2 separate regions of the Mus musculus genome follow, and region 2 is linked to region 1. Evidence: chromatin contacts called from public Hi-C data. All regions are on one chromosome and are shown on one strand. The core of a region is the stretch at or near the end of the contact, and the rest is flanking DNA. Distances in the headings are between cores, read along the strand shown. Region 1 has its middle 24 kb from the start of Hdac11. Region 2 has its middle 65 kb from the start of Fbln2.

What was found. A called contact is a pair of places that touch in the nucleus more often than the background predicts.
Region 2: a Hi-C map of cortical neurons shows a contact between it and region 1, with 5 times the contacts expected there. The contact joins two enhancer-like sites. A contact is called at or near these places in 8 of 15 datasets of contacts at CTCF or cohesin (CD8 T cells, the G1E-ER4 cell line, the NIH/3T3 cell line and 4 more), 114 of 484 Hi-C or Micro-C datasets (3T3-L1-derived adipocytes, the AML12 cell line, B cells and 65 more), 29 of 115 datasets of contacts at active chromatin or transcription factors (the NIH/3T3 cell line, PVALB interneurons, the SCID.adh cell line and 20 more) and 3 of 9 other capture datasets (adipose tissue, liver and pancreatic islet).

What each region holds. Positions count from the first base shown.
Region 1 is chr6:91,179,299-91,182,315 of GRCm38.p6, reverse strand. No RefSeq gene overlaps it. Among named protein-coding and RNA genes, the nearest start is that of Hdac11, 24 kb to the right of the region's middle. Within about 2 kb of position 1,370, at least 46 of the 459 cell types and tissues checked have an H3K27ac peak or open chromatin away from gene starts, as enhancers often do. A contact at or near this core is called in cortical neurons, where this site is marked.
Region 2 is chr6:91,276,526-91,279,915 of GRCm38.p6, reverse strand. No RefSeq gene overlaps it. Among named protein-coding and RNA genes, the nearest start is that of Fbln2, 65 kb to the right of the region's middle. Within about 2 kb of position 1,460, at least 21 of the 459 cell types and tissues checked have an H3K27ac peak or open chromatin away from gene starts, as enhancers often do. A contact at or near this core is called in cortical neurons, where this site is marked.

The DNA of each region.
Region 1 (3,017 bases), core at 121-2,620:
ATCTGCAGGCTGCACCGGCATGGCTGTCAGCCTGCACAGCAGTTTTGGGCCAGGTAGTGAGGGCTTCCTTAAGACACTTACCTAACCTCTCCTGGAACGCTGTGCTAGTCACGAATCTACTATGCCTCCTGGGTAATATCAGTTTCTAGAGTTGTGCAGTGTGTAACCCATGCAGCTGTTCATAGCAGCTGATCTTGACACCACCAGGGTCCCTTTTCTCCTTGCCTTTCATACCAAAGACAGACTTTCTCTCCGTGGAAGGAACTGTGGTTGTTCTAAATGTAGTAACTCTATAGTCAAGGTCCCTTCTCCCATCCAGAAATGAAGATTTATAAGGACTCTGGTCCAGTCCATGTATCTCTAAACTGTAATCAAGGAGCATGTATCAGTCACACTGGGCAAGATTATGCTATGTAACAAGTTCCTTTCCTGTCCCTGGATTCAAACTGGACTCAGGTGGAAGGCTTCCTCATCCTGGGAGCTCAGAAACCCACAGTGCCCAGCACTGCTGCCTGAATTGTGTTCCCAGCACTGTGCGGGGGGAACGTGCAGGACTGGCCACCAGCTCTTAAAGCGTCCACAGGGAATTACTCAAACCACTGAGCTCACAATCCATAAAACAAGTGTCCAGCCACATCAGACCAGTCTTGAACTACACCATGCTTCTGTGACAGCAGGAGTGGCTGGGGCTGGGACCAAACTGGGACTCCAGAGAGAAACTTCCTCAAAGAAGGGACAAGGTGCCAGCTGGCCCCAGACAACTGCCCAGGCCAGCAGCCAAGGGTCAGTCAGCCTGGAGGAGAGACATCATGGAATAGCTCCCCAGCCTCTGGACCTTGTGACCAGCTGGACTCCCAAGGGACCCAAAGGGACGAGAATTCCTAGGCAGGAACAAACACACACCCCAGCTAAGGAGCAGCGTAGGTATAGCCCTCTGGCCCCTCTAGATGCTTTAGATATGGAGCCCAGGTTTGGCACTCACCTCTGGTTCTTGGGTGGCTGCATAAGGAATAATCATTAGCTTAGCATCTCTTAGGTGGCTTTTCCTGATCAGGCTTGGACCAGCCAAGCAACCTGTTCAACCTTATTATACCCACTGAGAAACTGGGCAAAGATCTGGAGCACCCCTGAGCCAAAGGGGCCACCTTTGAAGCATCTGCCCTCCCTAGGCACTCTTGGGGTTCTGGGGCCTTGGGGGTGGGGAAGCAGAGTTCCTTTAAGACAATGATGGGCGTAACCACGATCAAGCAACTGGGGAGCAGATTGGGCGGCTGCCGGCTTGTGTTTAAGTACATTCCTAAGCTACGGAGGAAGAAATAAAAGTGGTCCTTGTCTGAGAGCTGAAGAGACAGCAATACTGTGGTGTAACTAGGACCAGATGGGCTCTGAGAATTTCCAAAGGCGTTTAGCATATTAGACAAAATAGCCTTGCAGACACACGCCATAACTGTGTCTGGCTGCCTGCATATCAGTTACGGAGACAACAGACAGACCAACAGGCTGTGTCTTGGCTGGAGAATGGAGGGGATCGGCCTCTGATTGGGCCCTGCCCATTCCCCTCTGCCCAGTGTGAGCCCCCTGGCCATGGGCCCCTCACCATAGCCTGAGGACAGCAGAGTCACAATTGTGAAGGGGCCGGAAAGGCTTTGGAAGCTGCTTAGCCAGATTGGTCCAAAGGCCCACATCTTCCACTGACATACTTATCGTGGCATGGGGAGTCTATGTTCTCCAGGGGAACTCTGAGGTAGAGCAAGCATAGCAGCTCTAAGACACCTGGGCTCTTCCGCTCTGGCCAGAAACCCATCAGTGGGTCAGAGCCTACCACTGAGCAGGCATAGGAATAAAGGCCCCTGACATCAGGGGTGCCTCAAAGCCAGACCACTGCATTTGTGAAGATTTCCAGGCAGTGCTAGCTATAAGGATGGCCCTCCCACTCCAAACAGGATATTCTTGGTCCATACAGTAAGAACCGAGTCCTTGCAGTGTGGTGTGCCCAGGTGGCCATGAGGGAAAGCCCAGCCTCTGCCTCCCTGAATCAGTCTCCTGTTGGGTTTCTAGTGCCTGCTTGGGGCAAGGCTCCCTGTCTCTCTGGGTCTCAGGTCCCCATCTGCAGATTGTCCTCATTTGCTTTCTGTCACTACGATAAAACAACCTGAGGAAGAGAAGGTTTATTTCAGCTTACAGGCCACAGCCCATCACCGAGGGAAGTCGGGACAGACACTCGAGGCAAGAACTGAAGCAAAGACCACGGAGGAGTGTTGCTGACTGGCTTTCTCAGCCTGCTTTCTCATATGGTGTACGCCCATCCGCCCAGGAGGGGCGCCACACACAGTAAGCTGGGCCCGCCCACACCTATAGGCCCCAGAGATTCGTCTACAGATCAGTCTGATGGGGAAGACTCCTCAGTTGAGCGCCATCTTCCCGAGTGACTTTAGTTTGAACCAAGTTGACAAAAACTAACTAGCATAGAGGTTTAGGGTCTTGTCCTGACCCTTGCCCTATCCTTGAGTTGCTTTGGAAATGCAGCAGCTAGAGCCCTGCCCTCAAGAAATACAGACCATAGTGGGAAGATAGATGCAGTCTATGGCCCAGCACCCAGCACAGGGCCTGGCATCTCTGTACTGAGAGGAGCAAGGGCCAGCAATTTACTGTCAGTGACCTAGGCTGTCGGTGACAGTAAGAGCTGGTGTCCAATGCAGTTTTGGTGCCCAAATGGGTTTGCTCACCCGTCAACCTAGCACTTACATGACCCCATTTTACAAATGGGAAAACTGAGGCACCAAGTGTTCTCTCACTTGCCTGAAGGACTTGAGCCTGCTGCCACCTACCTGTCATACACATCCGTTGCTCACCTGCTTCTGAAAGGGAGCCGCTGCCTTGGGACAAGCTACTGTCTTGGGACAAGTGGTGTGAATGGTGGACTCTGAGTGGGGTGGCAGCGGCACCTGGGGTGAGGGACCTAGGCTGAAGCTTTGCCTGCCTGGTTTCTACCATCAAGTCACACCTGGAAATGAAGA
Region 2 (3,390 bases), core at 211-2,710, 98 kb before region 1:
TGATGAGAGTCCCTTAGGGTAAGTATGGCAGCACTCAACAGACTGGGCGACAGAGCAGGAAGCTGAGCGATCTTATTTTCAAGCACAAACACAAAGCAGAGAGAGTGTAGAAACAGAGAAAGGAGGAGTGCTTTCAAGCTGGGAGAGGCTGAGTGCTCTCAAGCCTCCCCCTCAGTGTAGCTCCTCCCCCCTCAGTGTAGCTCCTCCCCCCTCAGTGTAGATCCTCCCCCTCAGTGTAGCTACTCCCCCCTCCGTGTAGATCCTCCCCCCTCAGTGTAGATCCTCCCATAGTTACTCCCACTAGACCACACATAGATACCTCCGCCAAACAGAGTCACCAGCTAGGGACCAAGTGTTTAAATATTTGAGCCTATAGGTGCATTTCCCATTAAAGCACCACAGGGGAGTACTTCCAACCCCTCTTCACACTGAGGGGTGCACTCCTGGCTTCTCTTCAGCCCATCTGGGTTCCCAGCATCACTACCCTTGCCCTCTGGAGCTATCTAAGAAAAGCAAAGGCCACTTTGCTGAGTATGGTGGCCGTGCCTATAACCCTAGTGCTTCAGAAGTGGAGGCAGGAGTCTCAGCTACCCAGTGAGTTCAAGGTCAGCCTGAGCCACAGAAGACTATCTTAAAACAATTAGAGAGTGAACAACAAACACAACCATTTGAATGCCAGGACTGGAATGAGACTGTAGATTCCACAACCAAAACGTCAAATGATACCTGCTTGGCTGTCATGGCAACTGATACTCCAAACATGACTGAGTGTGGAAGAATGGCATTATGTCACTCTATTTGGAAGAGGTCAGAGCCAGAAAACTAGGAATTACCTCTTTTAAATTTTTTATTTTCTTAAATTAATTTTCATTTTATGGGTATGAGTGTTTTGCTTACACGTATGTCTGTTCACCACATGTGTGCCTGGTGCCTGTGGAAGCCAGAAAACCCCCTGGAACCAGAGTTGTGAGCTACTATGTGGGCACTGGGAACTGAACCATCTTCACTTGTAAGGGGGCACTCTAAGCTCCTCTTCAAATGATGGGAGCACCTCCAGATTCTCTCCACCTGAAAGGCCTTTTCAAGTGCAGCAAGCGCTCTTACCTACTGAGCCATCTCAACATCTTATCATTCCTGTGTGTGCATGCACGCTGTGGGTAAATGTGTGCCACCTGTGTGGGTCGGAGGTTAACCCACACAGTTCTTTCCTTCTACCTAGTACCTTTACTCACTGAGCCATTGCACCAATCCCTGGATTATTTGTTTCTGGAACTTTCTCTTTAATGTTCTTGGGTGGCTGTTGATGAAGGAGAACTGGAAGGGAAGGGGAGATCTCAGTGAGAGGACTGCAGCAGCTGGGTCTCGCTGGCAATTCCCTGATGACAGAAACAGGATATCTTTTCACATGCATATCAGCCATCTGCAGGCATGCTTGCTGAGGTGTCTGCTCAGCTTTTTGCCTGCCTTGTAATTGTGTCATTTTCTATTGTTACATTTTAAGAGTCCTTTGTATGCCTTGGACAATAGTCCTTTATCAGCTATGTCATTTGCAATTATTTTCTGCCAGTCTGTGGCCTTCCTTATTCTCCTGGCTTTGGCCACCCTCATAGAATTTTAATCTTTATATGACCCTTGGTAAGCCAGGACCCTCTCTGCCCATCTCTGGGAAATAGGTTGAGCCCCTAGCACAGAACTTGAAGCACGGGGCTGCTGGGAGGCCCTGGTGAATCTGCATCTCCTCAATTTTCTTGGTGGAGAATGTTGCTCACGGACCAGGAAACCCCTGTGCCCTCACAAGTGGTTGTATACCAGGAAGACTCTCACATGTAGATATCCGTTAGTCCTAGGCGGAGCAGAGAAGTTGGCCTTAAGGTGACTATGGGTCCAGACATATGGTTTAAGTATGGACTGTTTGTTTGCTCCAAGTCAGCACTGTGGGTTCCCTCAAGAACCATCTCATTTAACCTCCAACTGTCCCCCACAGACTTCTGTCCCCAGCTCACACTAAACCGGTTCCCAAGCCCCTCTGGGTCACAATGTGACGTTTCAAAACCTCCCACACCACTGAAAACACCTTTCCCCTAAACCTACCTGCCCAAATCCATCTTGGCTCTTAATCATTGGAGTTGGGATGCAGCCACAAGAGGGCGCCCTTGCTCGCCCGTACACCAGAACTCTGCAGGATTGAAGAATCAGCAGACTCAATTTCAGGCCCCCAGACCTCCTGTGAGCCCAACTCACCGCCCCCAGAGGAGGGACTGCCCTGCCCACATCAGGACAGTTCTGTTTGTGCACAAAGAGCTTTGTAATGGCTCCGGGCTACCCTGCAGAAACCATGTGACCTTCAGAAACTCTCAAGAGAACAGCTTGACTTAGGGATCTCAGAAGAGGCCTGGGGCTTCCAGAGAAGTTCAAGGCCTAGAAACATATGTACATTTTCTCACTATTTACATGTTGCTCCAAACTTCTCTAAATGAAACGTCAAGAACCCAGGGGCCACCTGCTACCTCTGTTGCAGGAAGAACCCCGGTTAATAGCACATCCAAGTGGCTTAGGTAGAACACCCCACACACCCTGCCCACCACAGGCCAACAGCAAGTTAGCTCTGTGCCCCTCAGCCTGCCATTTTGGGAAACACATATGCAAGCTGCTGGGTACCACTTTTTGCAGGGAAGCCCTATGCCAGGACAGGTTAGAGCCTAGACACCTGCAGACAGCATGCACTCCTACACATGTGTCCTCTACAGAAGAAGCCTCACACAAGCCCATGCCCATGGTCATGCTGCCCAGGACCCCACAGCTCCAGGCCGATCCTGAGGACGACCCCTGGAAAACCCAAATCCTATGATTCATTCCCAGTCCTCAAAGCTGCTGAGATTCAACCAAGAACATGCAGGATAGGCTGTGGTCCCTGGGAGGGGTCTGTGATGGTCTGAAACAGGCATGTGGTTTCCATCAATGTTCCTGAGCATAAGAGAGCCAAGCTAGCCTTGAGCCCACTCTAGCTGACAATGACTTTGATCCTACTCCTTCTGCCCTCATCTCCCAAGTACTGTGCATTGTGTGCATCACCCAACCACCATTCCCAGTGGAGTTAGGGACTAGTTCTGCTCTCAAGGAGTTGGGTCCATGGAGTAGAAAACAAAACAAAACAGGAAGTAATGAAAATGTAACTCAAAATCCTCTGGTGGGTTGAGCCAGTGTGAGCCAAGCCCCTAGCCTCCGACTGCTTCCACTGAGGGAGAACTGTTCCTGCCCTTGGACCCTCTTCCCTGGCGGGGGGGGGGGGGGGGGAGCTGCCAGGAGTACAGTGACTGTCACCCTCAGAGCGGACAAACCCACAGGTGTGAGAGAGAAGGGCAAAGGGATCACAATCCAACAGGGGACATT